Regions from separate parts of the Mus musculus genome. Here region 1 is linked to region 2. Evidence: chromatin contacts called from public promoter capture Hi-C data. All regions are on one chromosome and are shown on one strand. The core of a region is the stretch at or near the end of the contact, and the rest is flanking DNA. Distances in the headings are between cores, read along the strand shown. Region 1 holds the start of Patl1 (protein associated with topoisomerase II homolog 1 (yeast)). Region 2 holds the start of Snhg1 (small nucleolar RNA host gene 1).

Evidence for each region. Promoter capture Hi-C pulls out the DNA fragments that hold promoters and counts their contacts.
Region 1: a contact with region 2 is called in a promoter capture Hi-C map of cranial neural crest. A contact is called at or near these places in 2 of 39 promoter capture datasets (cranial neural crest and hippocampal neurons).

What each region holds. Positions count from the first base shown.
Region 1 is chr19:11,910,281-11,916,399 of GRCm38.p6, reverse strand. It overlaps Patl1 (protein associated with topoisomerase II homolog 1 (yeast)), which reads right to left and starts at 4,001. Exons shown (of 19, transcript NM_172635.3): 1 at 3,823-4,001; 2 at 1,941-2,052. The coding sequence starts at 3,837. It overlaps Gm31092 (a long non-coding RNA gene), which reads left to right and starts at 3,993. Exons shown (of 2, transcript XR_386559.3): 1 at 3,993-4,304.
Region 2 is chr19:8,719,610-8,725,373 of GRCm38.p6, reverse strand. Snhg1 (small nucleolar RNA host gene 1) reads right to left here and starts at 1,887. Exons shown (of 10, transcript NR_002896.3): 1 at 1,868-1,887; 2 at 1,185-1,233; 3 at 891-971; 4 at 653-702; 5 at 328-360; 6 at 118-152. It overlaps LOC115489078 (a small nucleolar RNA gene), which reads right to left and starts at 1,381; the gene lies at 1,310-1,381. It overlaps LOC115489084 (a small nucleolar RNA gene), which reads right to left and starts at 1,123; the gene lies at 1,049-1,123. It overlaps LOC115489083 (a small nucleolar RNA gene), which reads right to left and starts at 842; the gene lies at 773-842. It also overlaps LOC115489082, LOC115489081, LOC115489086 and a transcript of Slc3a2 not described here.

The DNA.
Region 1 (6,119 bases), core at 2,752-5,251, 3.2 Mb before region 2:
GTCCCTATCTTGTGCTGACAAACAGGATTGGAGGGGGTGCACTGTCAAAACTCTGAGTGTCAGGGAGAAGGCAAAGATCATTTTGTCAAGGTTCAAAATTGAGAACATACTATGCTGTCTCATCTTAGTAAAGTATGTTAAGCATATCCATTTTAATACTGAAGAACTTGCTGAAAATGGTAACATTCTATACAGTATTTTAATAGAAAAATCTTGACAAAAGTATATAGTGTTTGTAGCTTTTACTGTATTTTAGGAACTACTGCTAAACTATCTTCTAAATACAATTTGCAATTCGTATCACTTCTCAGTGCTTGCAATTCTAGTCTACATAGTTTCCTTTGCTATCGCCATGGAGACAGACAACAGCATCTTGGCTCATGTCATTCTCCTGAACAATCTCATCTCCTAACTCTGGCTACCTTCCAAGATTCTTTAACTCTTGTCTACCAAGCACTGCTTCTACTGTTAGCAGATTTCTTGCTGCTCTCCCTCAGGAGAGTTTTAGATTTCTACTGACTTTTGTAAATGCTAGACAAAAAAAACAAACCTTTCATTTTTGCCACTTCATTTAATTCTGTGAGCCTTGAAGACTTTAAACTGTTTAAATTATTGCAAAATCAGTATCCTCTGTAAGATTTTTAAAGCTTTTTGGTACTGAACGCCCACTGCTGTTGTATTTTTCCTGACTTTCTTTATTATTGAACTTCAAACACTAGTACAGACTGAACTTCGGCAATTCCAAAGAAATAACAAATAGTTACACACACACCAACCTACACACCGTCACTGCTGCACTCCACAAGCTGAAGCAGGAATCTCTACATTTCAGGTAGGCATCTGTATACTCTACTTGCTCTTTTAAAGTATAAACTTTACCTTAGTCTACTTTCTCTGAACTTGTTCTAAGTACTTTTACTAATTTATGAGAACATTTTATCACCCAAATTCTTTGCATAGTGTTTCCACTGTGCTGAAAACACTTCTGAGACAGTAGAAATTATTATTCAATATACTAGTGATAGCCTAGGAGCTTCCTCCCACTTTTAAGGGTGTGTGTGAGACAGGAACTCAGAGCTCTGCCTGCTTCTGCCTCCCAGATGCTGGGATTAAAGGTGGGTACCACTATTGCCTAGCTTTTCCTCCCCTTTTTTGGGACACAGGTTTTTCCATGTAGTCTAGGCTAGCCTAGAACTCAAGTTCTTCCTCCATCTGATTGTGGTAAAGTGAATTTTAAAATGTCTTACATACTACGTCAGAATTTTCGATATATCCACTAGTTTTCGTTTTCCTTGAACTCTCTACAAACACATCCTTTATCCAGGATTACTTTCAACCTCATTTAAATGTCTACTTCCAATTATTTAAATTCCTTATATTGGCAACCTATAGCTACAGAGAATTGAGAATACCTGCTATTATAGGTGAAGCAAAGAGGCCCTGGTGAGCAGTACAGAAGATGAACTGCTATTATTTAGTGAAGACTGTATTATATAAACAAAACTGGGTCAGGAAGAACACTCAGCTCACCTGAGTAAATAAAAATCAATTTATGTACAAATCTGACAAATAAAATCAATTTATGTACAAATCTGACAACCTCAGTCTAACCCCCAGAACACAGCTGGATGAATTGGTCAACATCTGTAATCCGAATATTCTACTTTGGGACAGAAGATGGAGCACAGGAATGACCCAGATCTCTGGGTCACCTAGCCTTACATATGTAGCTCTGTGGAAGAAACAGGAGGGATCCTGGCTCAACAAGGGAGAATGTGAGCTCCAACTCTTGAGGCCTTCCTTTGGCCTTCACAAGACAGCCATGGAACACGCTTACCCACCCCCGCACACATGCATACACAGAAAACTCACATTACAGGTGGACCTAATACCAAAGTCGTGATGAGATCAACAAAGACAGTATAAAATATGTCACTTACCAACTGCACCTGACCCAAAGGTATCATCATTAAATTGATCAATTTCTTCATCTTCTTCTCCCAGGCCTTGAAATGCATCTTCATCTTCATCTAGAGGACAATCCTCCAAAGACTACAAAAGAAAAAAAAAGGATGATTAATTTCTCAAGACATTTATATAGTCATTTAAAGTTGGGCCTTTTTAATGATACAAAATTCCTTTATATCACTGTTTGAAATAGTGGTAATTATAAATGAATACTTTATCATCCTGAGTTTCATGTAACTTTTTCAACAAAATTCCATATTACTCATTACATCCCTGTCGTTTTCCCAATGCTTTTAAGTCTGTCCATTTTTCTTCCTCTTTCCTGTAGGACTAAACTCTAGCCAGAAAACAGAACACCATCTTTTTTAGCTGCAATTTAAGTTAAGCGTTAAAAAACAATCACAACTTCTTTCTACACTTACAAAGTTGTCTATGTGATAATGCTAGGTCCCCTGGAACTGTAGTTACAAGCTGTGAGCTGCCATGTGGGTGCTGGGAACTGAACCAGGGGTTTGTGGAAGAGCAGCCATCTCTCCAGCTCCCAGACACCTCTATGTCTCAGACTCTGTACTAGGTATTATACCTCTGTGCCTTAAACTGTAATTCTGAGCCAAACACAACTTTGAAAGAAATCTGTGTGAGGATTAAACACAGCAAAGATTTTAGAAAGCTGAACAAAAACTAGAATCCCCATCACATCTTGGGTATGCTCTAATTTATTTTGTTTTAGTTACTATTTCTCTAGGTACAGTCTGGCTTAGAACTCCTGATTCTCTTGCCGCAGTCTCCAGGGAGTAAAAATCACTAGACAAGCTTGGTATATCCTAATTTCAATCACTTATCCCAATACAGATTTATTCAGTTTACTAAGTTTTCTTTGCTTCTGGCAACTTCTATTCACAGTATCTCATCATCTCTCCTCATGTTTACAAAAAGTGAGTTGAGTCACAAGTGTAAGCTCAAGCTTTCTACTGTTTCCAATGTTTAAAGATTCCAAATTGGAATTCCACACTCTAGGGGAACAGCTTGTGATATAACTTACCTGGGAACTTTTAGGGGCCGTTTCTACCCAATCTTCCTCCCCCTAAAGAGCCAGCCCTGCAACTGCCTCCACACCAGAAGCAACTTCTAGCAACTCTCTATGAAATGGCAATCATCTACTGGACCAAATCAGGATGACTCGGTAAGGATTTCCCTAGCTCAGTCCTTAAACTACAAATCCGGAGTCTGTTTGGCCCCAAGAGTAGGAGTTGCTCAAGGTCACACAGCAGTAAGAGACGGTCAGCAAACAGCTCCGTTCTCCAAACAACGTCGCCAAACCCACACTTTTTCTCCCTTCTCCTAGAAGGAACTTCTGCGGGACACGCCCCCCTCCCCACTCCCAGCCTTCTTTCCAAGCCGACTGAAGTCTCAGCCCGAGGACCAGTCCCTGCCCCTCCACCTGACGGCAGCCCGCGTGCACAGGGCTGTGTGTAATCCGGGTGAAGGGGTTCCGGGGGCAGGGCGGGAAACGCTTCCGTGGGCATTCCCCGGGGATTCTGCCTCAGGAAAAACCACCGGGTAGGAGCCATGCAGGTCTCCAAGGCAGCTCCGCGAGCAGAGGCGCAAGCCAAGGGTCAGGTTACCGCACTTAACGGGCTCTCCCCGCCGCAAACCAGCGGCCGGCTCTCGCCAGTCCCGCCCCTCCGCGGTGCGCTGCGGGCCGCACCCGAGCCTCGCGGCCGAAGCGGGGTTCCCAGCCGCCCGCGCCCTGCCCCCTCCTCAGCCGCACAAGACCCGCGCGACGGGCGAGCAGAGGAAAAAAAAAGGGGCGCGCGGGCGAGGGAGGGGTCACTTCCGGTCGCAGCCACTCACCTCGTAGCGGAACATTCTTGGGGAGGGGGGAAGGGAGCGGGGAGGGGAGTGGGGGGAGGGAGGGAAAAGAAGCGCCGACTCCCCGGGCTGCTCCGCGCGCGCGGGTCTCCCACCGGCTCGCGACCCCTGGCCGCCGCCGTACGCCGGAGCGTGCGTGGGGACGTGCGCAGGCGCGCCTCGGGCTGGGCGGGCGCCCCGGCGGCGGCAGCTGCGCGGGGACAGATTTGGCGTTTGGCTTCCTAGTGTGAGCGGCGGGAAAGAGATCCCTAGGCGAGACACTGCGCACGCGCGGGCCGTCGGAGAGGGATGACCCAGAGAGCCCCGGCTTGCGGCTCCTCCTCCGTTTTCCTAACTGCACAGTTGCGCAGTGCTTTTGAGTCACGAGGTTCCCGTCACTGATTGGGCGGAGAAAAGCCTTGTGAATGTCACAGGATGCGACCCCCGAAGCGTCTCAGCAGAGAACATCGGGGATTTATTCTTGGGTGATTTCATTTAACGTCCAGTGTCCTCCTCGGGGTGCCTTGACTTGGTCTGTGAGGGGGGACTAGTATGGCAAGTCAGTATTCTTGGAAAGGGACAGGTCGCTGGCTGAATCAGTCGGGAGGCCAAGGCTGTGATTGATAGAGGCCAAAGTGTTGACAGCGTTTGGTTTTAGGAAAAAGACGAAGGCACATTTAACAAGGATTATCTAAGGTGATATTTTTAGATGCCAGGCCCTTCACCCCGTTGGAAAGCGGGAGAGCCCTAACGGGCCGCGCAGCCTTGGGGCTGGGGTCACCGCAGCAAGGTCGGTGAGCTTGGGCGCTGTGGACAGCCATTTCCGCTGAGGATGAAGCCCAGCGGAGTTTGTTCAGCTTCCGCCTCAGCACCCTGGTTCTAGAAGTCTGCTGCTTTGGTGCTTTATTGCCTGTAGCGAGACCGTTTGAGAGGGTGTCTTATTTTTTATTTTATTTTTGAGCCAGGGTTTCTCTGTGTAGCCTTGGCTGTCTTGTTATTCACTCTGTAGACTAGGCTGTCCTCGCAGAGATCCGCCTGCCTCTGCCTCACGAGTGTCACTCAGGCGGTTGTCTCACCTGGGAATGAATGGTGAACTTTAATTCCTTAACACGTTACTGTTAGCGTGACTGGATTAATCAACTAGTTTACTATAAGCATTGGATTTGAAAATAGAAGTTCTGGATTGGGAAACGTGTTTTTTCACTGCTGCGTGAAACTGGGCATGTCTTTCTAAACATCTGACCCTTCAGGTTTTCTTTCGTAAAATGGGTAAAATTATATCTACCTCACTAAGTAGTAATCGAATAGTTACATTCTCTGCTCTCTAGATAAGGAACCTGGAGGTTAGAGAGAAGTAGATAGCCTTAAGCTGCCCACCGGAAACTGTTGCAAAGTTGGCAGCTAAGATATCTGAATCCCCAAATCTGATCACTTAAGAGCAAATAGAATTGACTCTTGAAGAGAAGGCAAGGTAAGCTAATAAGTAATTTTCAAGAGTTATGAAACAAACTTTCATTTGTGAGGTAACAGGTTTTCACAATTACCCAAGTACTGAGAGGCTATGTAGACCAAGAGCTAGCAAACTCTGGACATAACTTCTTTTTTTAAGCCTGCCACCCCTCATTTACAAAACGTCTTTTGTTGGCTTGCTACTATTAGTTTTGTGCTGTGACCAAAATATCTGAGTAGACAGTTTAAATGGGGAAATGTTAATTTGGATTCAGGTTTCTGAGGGTGCAATTTGTGCTTGGTGCTAGCAAGTTTTGGAGTGGGAGTGTGTGGCAAGGGCCATTTGTTTCTTGTAGAAGAAGAAAAAACCTGAGCTATAGAAGAGGTTTAAGATTCAGTTTCCCACAGGGTCCCCAGTGAAGGTGCTAGAGAAAGAGCCTAAGGAGATGAAAGGGTTTGCAGCTCCATAGGAGGAACAACAATATGAACAACAGTATGAACTAACCAGTATCCCCAGAGCTCCCAGGGACTAAATCACCAACCACAGAGCACACATGGTGGGATTCGTGGCTCTAGCTGCATATGTAGCAGAGGATGGCCTAGCCGCTCATCAATGAGAGGAGAGGCCCTTGGTCCTGTGAAGGCTCTAAGCCCCAGTATAGGGGAATTCCAGGGCCAGGAAGCAGGGTGGGTTGGTGACCAGGGGGAGGTGGGGAGGGACTAGGGAGTTTTCCGAGGGAAATCAGGAAAGGGGACACCATTTGAAATGTAAATAAAGTAAATATCTAATTAAAAAAAAAAAGATTAAGCTTCCAAGGGGCACACACCAGCTGCCACTTCCTCTGACCTTC
Region 2 (5,764 bases), core at 638-3,137:
GCCGAACGAGATTCTATGAAAGTCATCATATATACACAAAGTACGTTCTCAGTTAGGTCCCCCCACCCCAGTCCAATGCTATGCACATACACCACACCACACACTGGAATCACTCACCTGTAAACCCACAAGTATGGCACTGCTAACAGAACCTGGAGAAAAATAACAAACCTTGAAAAGGCTGGATATAAGGCCCTTGCCCCCACACTACCCTTTGGTTTCTCAGGTGTTCCTGTGTTTTCATTAGCAGTCATAGTGAGCTAGTTTGATTCATCATAGAAACAGCAAACCTAGTGAACAAACCCCATCCAAAATAATCTAACTAACCTTTGAATGCCTGAGATTTGTCACCAGGAAAACCTGTGGAAGAGTAACAAGTAGTTATTTTCAACCATCAGGACAGAATTACAATCTGTCTGTCAGCACTAACTGCCATCAGAACTCTAACATGCTATAAATTCACACCTTCACGGAGTGTTCAGTGTCATCATTTCAAATCATCTGACAGTTGAGTTTTTAAGAGAACAAAGGCCTTAACATAATGTGTCCTCTAGAAATACAAATAGTAAGCAGCAAAAAAGTGTTGTGCTGCTTCAATGTCTGTCTTGACTATTTTCCCTAGGGAAACCCTAAGCTCTACTTGGACAATTACCTGCACTCATCCTGGGAGGTAGCTCGAACTCTTCATGTTGTCACAGCACCCTGGAAACAGAGAAACAATGTCATTTTTAAATGTAATCACAGCCACCTCAGCACCTTCTTTCTTCAGCCCATTTCAGTAGTAAGATGACATCATTGCAACTCAGCCATATGCTTGTCATTTACATTGTTCATCATTAAGTGGCCATCTAAATATGTTCCCTAAGGAAGCACCAACCATCAATACCTACCTGACTACAAGCAAAACGTGTTATTTGTAAAATTGAACAGGCCTGGCTCCAAAGTGTAAAGGGCTTTGAGATGAACCACATCTAGAACAGAAAAAAAAAACCCCAAACTTCAATAAAAGACTTTATGCCAAACAATCCAAATACCTGCCACAGATTGTGCTACTCAGAGAATTTTTGTTTTCTCCACTAAACCATCAGAAAGAGAGAGTTCAGTTTTCATATCATCCCCGTAGCACACACACAACTTATACTCAACAACCAAAAAAATCTGGTAAAACCATTAACACTACTTACTCTGAAAAGAGAGCGTACACCCATCCTTTTGTAAGGTGGCACCTCAAACCTGTAGAGAAGTTAGCATCGGGTTACTTCTACACCAAGAAATCTCTAAAGGATGAGAAGGCTGTGATGTAGGGCCAGCCTCCTCAGAGTTACTTATCCTCACAGATATATCAGTACAGGTCTGTGAAAAGGTCCTCATCATAGGGGGTGGCCTTGCACTGCCGCCACCATTTTGTCCTTCACAAAATCCTGTCATCTTTAGGTCTTGAATGCCCTAACATGGTCTCCCCGCTAAGACTACGGAACAGATTACCAAAGTCCACATTTATTAACGCTGCCCACGAGGGTCTTTTAAATCACCAGAAATAAACATTACGTAAGAAAATACAGGCGGCGGTTCACAACAGTGACAGATAGGTGTTTGTGATAAAAGCCAGCCGCAGTTATAGGAAAGCTGATTAAGAGAAAGACAAGAGCCAGGCGTGGTGGCGCACGACTTTAATCGCAGCACTCGGGTGGCAGAGGCAGGCGGATTTTAGTTCGAGGCCACCCTGGTCTATAAAGTGAGTTTCAGCAGGACAGCCAGGACTATACAGAGAAACCCTGTCTCGAAAAACCAAAAAAAAAAAAAAAAAGAGAAAGACAAGAAAAAAACAAAGTGAAAACTACAGCACATAAAGACGTAGAGTACTTACCCCGAACAAGGAAAAATGAGGCCGACAAGAACAACGTGTGGCCTATAAATAGCATCTCGCAAAGGCCCACGGGATTTGGAGGTGGGACTAGGACTCACGCAGGCGCTAAGGTAAGCGGTGTGCGAGCCGGAGGAATTGTGGGTAGAGGAATCCGCCCAAAGGGGCGTGCGGAGAGCTCCGCCTCTGATTTTGCAGCGCGAAAAAGAGGCGCAGGCGCTTTAGGGGAGTGCGACGCTACGCCTTTGGCGCTGCGGCTAGGCGGTTCTTACTCACTGCGGGTAAAACGTCATCGCTGGAGATTTTGGTTCGCGACCCATACAGCTCGACTGTCTGGGTCACAACTACCAATATCCATACGTTGAGGCGATTTCTCACCCTCACTCACGCTAAGCCGCGTGTTGATCCATCTCTATGGATCCTGAACCTACTGAACACTCCACCGACGGTGTCTCGGTTCCCCGCCAGCCGCCCAGCGCGCAGACGGGGCTTGATGTCCAGGTTGTCAGCGCAGCGGGCGACTCAGGTACTGGGCCCTGGGCTGAGCTCGGTTGGATTTTCGCTTCCTTGCATGAAGCCTTTTAGGGAAACCCAGTCGGGACTAGAAGCCCTACGTCATTCTGGAGACCGATTTTTGTGTTTTGCTTCCTGGTCTATTTTCGCCATGTTCTTGGCCCGGATTGAATGAAGTAGGGCCAGCATTTAGATGTCATTTATGGAGCATGTTGCATGTTTTGTTTTTAGCAGTGCTATAGATTAAAGCTGCTGCTATGTGCATGTGTAGATAAGTGCTATACTACTGAGGCTGACAATTCTCCACACAACTGGGCTTACCGTTTAAAGCACCCAATATGAGTTAATATTCCACACTCCTAAAAGTTAGGGATAACCCTCATTTTATGCATGGGTGGTCTTAGATATAAAGAGCTCTGGGGGGAACAATCATTAGAATTTACCAGTTTTCTAAGTCGCAGCTATAGACTGGTTATTGAGAGTGTGCAGTAGCATTATAGTCATATGCATATAGCAAACATCTATATGCAGAAGCTTGCCTTTCGAACAATTATCATTACTCTCATACTAATTGCTCTTCTGCATGACCTCACTTAATAATCCAAGTTGGAAGGTGGTAAGGTACAGTTATGGGTGAGAAGCTCGGGTCCCAGAGAGGTTAAGTCATTTGCTGACTGTTACCCAGATAAACAGTATCAGATCCAAGGTATAAATCCAGGCAGCCTGATTTCAAAATCAGCACTTGCAGAAGACCCTGGTTCAATTCCCAGCTAGTAGCCATCTGCAGTTCCAGTTCCAAGGGATCCAGTACCCACTTCTGGCCTCCATGGGCACCTGACACACACGTGGTACATACACATCTAAAGTTTAATTAAGAAAAAATAATGCTGGGCATGTTGATTCATGCCTTTAGTCCCGCCCTAGGGATGCAGGCTCAGGAGGAGTTTGAGGAGCTCAGCGGCTCAGCATGTACCACATAATGAGTTCTTGTCAGCCAGGGCTACATAGTTGAAACCCTGTCTCAAAAAAGAAAAAAAAAGTATTTTAATTTTTGTCTTTTTTTTTTTGGCTTTTCGAGACAGGGTTTCTCTGTATAGCCCTGGCTGTCCTGGAACTCACTTTGTAGATCAGGCTGGCCTCGAACTCAGAAATCCGCCTGCCTCTGTCTCCCGAGTTCTGGGATTAAAGGCATACGCCACCACGCCCAGCTTTGTCTTTGTTTTTTGAGACAGGATTTTCCTGTGTAGTCCTAGCTGTCCTAGAACTTACTTTATAGACTAGTCTGGCCTCAAACTCACAGAGATCCACCTGCCTCTACCTCTTGAGTGCTGGGATTAAAGGTGTGCAACATCACAGCCCAGCTTTTTTTTTAGCGTGGATTCTGTAGTGTTTACAACTGGGGTTGAAGTGATGATTCAGCAGTTCAGATCAAATGGTGTTCTTGTAGAGGACCTAAGTTTAGTTCTTAGTACCCATGTTATGTGGCTTATAGCCACCTGAACCCCAGCTCCAGGCAATCTAACTCTTCTGGCCTTTTTGGGCACCTGTACACATGTGGCATATATTTGTGAATACACAAACATACACATAAATAAAAATTAAAAGGAAAAGAAAACAAAAGCAAACCAAAACAGAATCATTCCATTTTCCAGATGAGAAGAGTGATATGCACATACACACGTGTGTGTGTGTGTGTGTGTGTGTGTGTGTGTGTGTGTGTGTGTGAGAATGTATGTATGTATGTATGTATGTATGTATGTCTGTCTATATATCCAACAGGATCTGGGAGAAGGGAACCAATAAATAAGGCAACTCTGTCTGCCTCCCTAGTGCTGGGATTAAAGGCATGCCACCACACTTGGCTCATATAAGCATTCTTGACTGAAATACTATTTTCATTTCCTAGAATTCTCTTTTGAGTTATTTGTTCTTTAATTAATAAGTTGAATAAAATCATGTGTTTCATCTTGTGTTTATATTGAGCTGTGTTTCAACTTTTAAAAATTACACCTTAACTCATTGCTTTTTTTCTTATTTATTCGTGTGTGTGTGTGTGTGTGTGTGTGTGTGGCTGTATGTTGTGGATGGGGGAGTGTGCATGCTTTAGCATATCTGGAAGTCACAGGTCAACTTAGAGGAGTCAGTTCTGTCCTTACAGTTTGGGTCCCAGGGGTTGAACTCAGGCCCTCAGGGTTGTGGAGCAAGTATTTTTACCCGATGAGACTTCACACAGCCCATGGTTTTGTTTTTGAGTCATGTTCTTAGGTAGCCTGGGTTGGCCTGGAACTCGATATCTAGCCGAGGATGAGCTGGCTTTGAACTTCGGATCCTCGTGCCTCTACTTTGAGGACTGAGACTGCAGGTGTGTGCCACGATACCAGGTTTTACGAGGCAGCGAGGTTCAAACCCAGGACTTTCTCTGTTCTAGCCAGCCCGCCACTAGCTGAGACACAGTCCCAATCTTACCCCTACGGCTTTTGTTGAACTGTCACTCGCCAGTTTGTTCCCTTCTAGTCCATTCTTCTAAATTGTAGCTTGAATGTTCAATTCACAGCACCCACATGGCAGCTAACAACTATCTGTAACTTCAGTTCCAGGGAATCTGACACCTTCTTCTGGTCTCCAAGGGCACCAGACAGGCACATGGTGCACAGACATCCATGTAAACAAAACACCCTTACACATAAATTTAAAAACAAAACAACAACAAAACCCCAACTGTTCACTTCTCCCCTTACGGTGTTTCAGTGCCCCCTTTGTTATTGTAAGGCTACAATCCAGTTTGACTAATACTTCTGTAAAGAAACGTTGCTCCCTTGCCAATTTGTTTCTGTCCCAGTTTTCTTCCTGTTGCTGTGATAAAATATCCTGACAGAAACTTGGGGGAGAGAGGGGTTTATTGTAGCTTATAGCTTCTGGTTACAGTCCATCATTGTCAGAGAATCAAGACACGCTTCAAAAAGCCACATCACATTTGTAGCCAAGAACAAAAATGAACGCCTGCCTTCCTGCCCACCTGCTTGTTTGCCTGTCCTTAGCTCAATTTCTCTACTCTTAGCTCAGGCCCCACTATGGAATGAATGATGCCATATGCAGTGGGCTTTGTCTTCCTATATCAAATAAGCCTGTTAACCACAGACATGGCTACAGGTCAGCCCATTGTTTACAATCCCTCATTGAAACTCTCTTCCCAGGTGATTTAGATTGTGTCAAGTTGGTAGTTAAAGCTGACCATCTCTTTCTTTCTTTCTTTCTTTCTTTCTTTCTTTCTTTCCTTTCTTTCTTTCTTTGGTTTTTCGGTTTTTCGAGACAGGGTTTCTCTGTATAGCTCTGGCTGTCCTGGAACTCACTTTGTAGACCAGGCTGGCCTCGAACTCAGAGATCCGC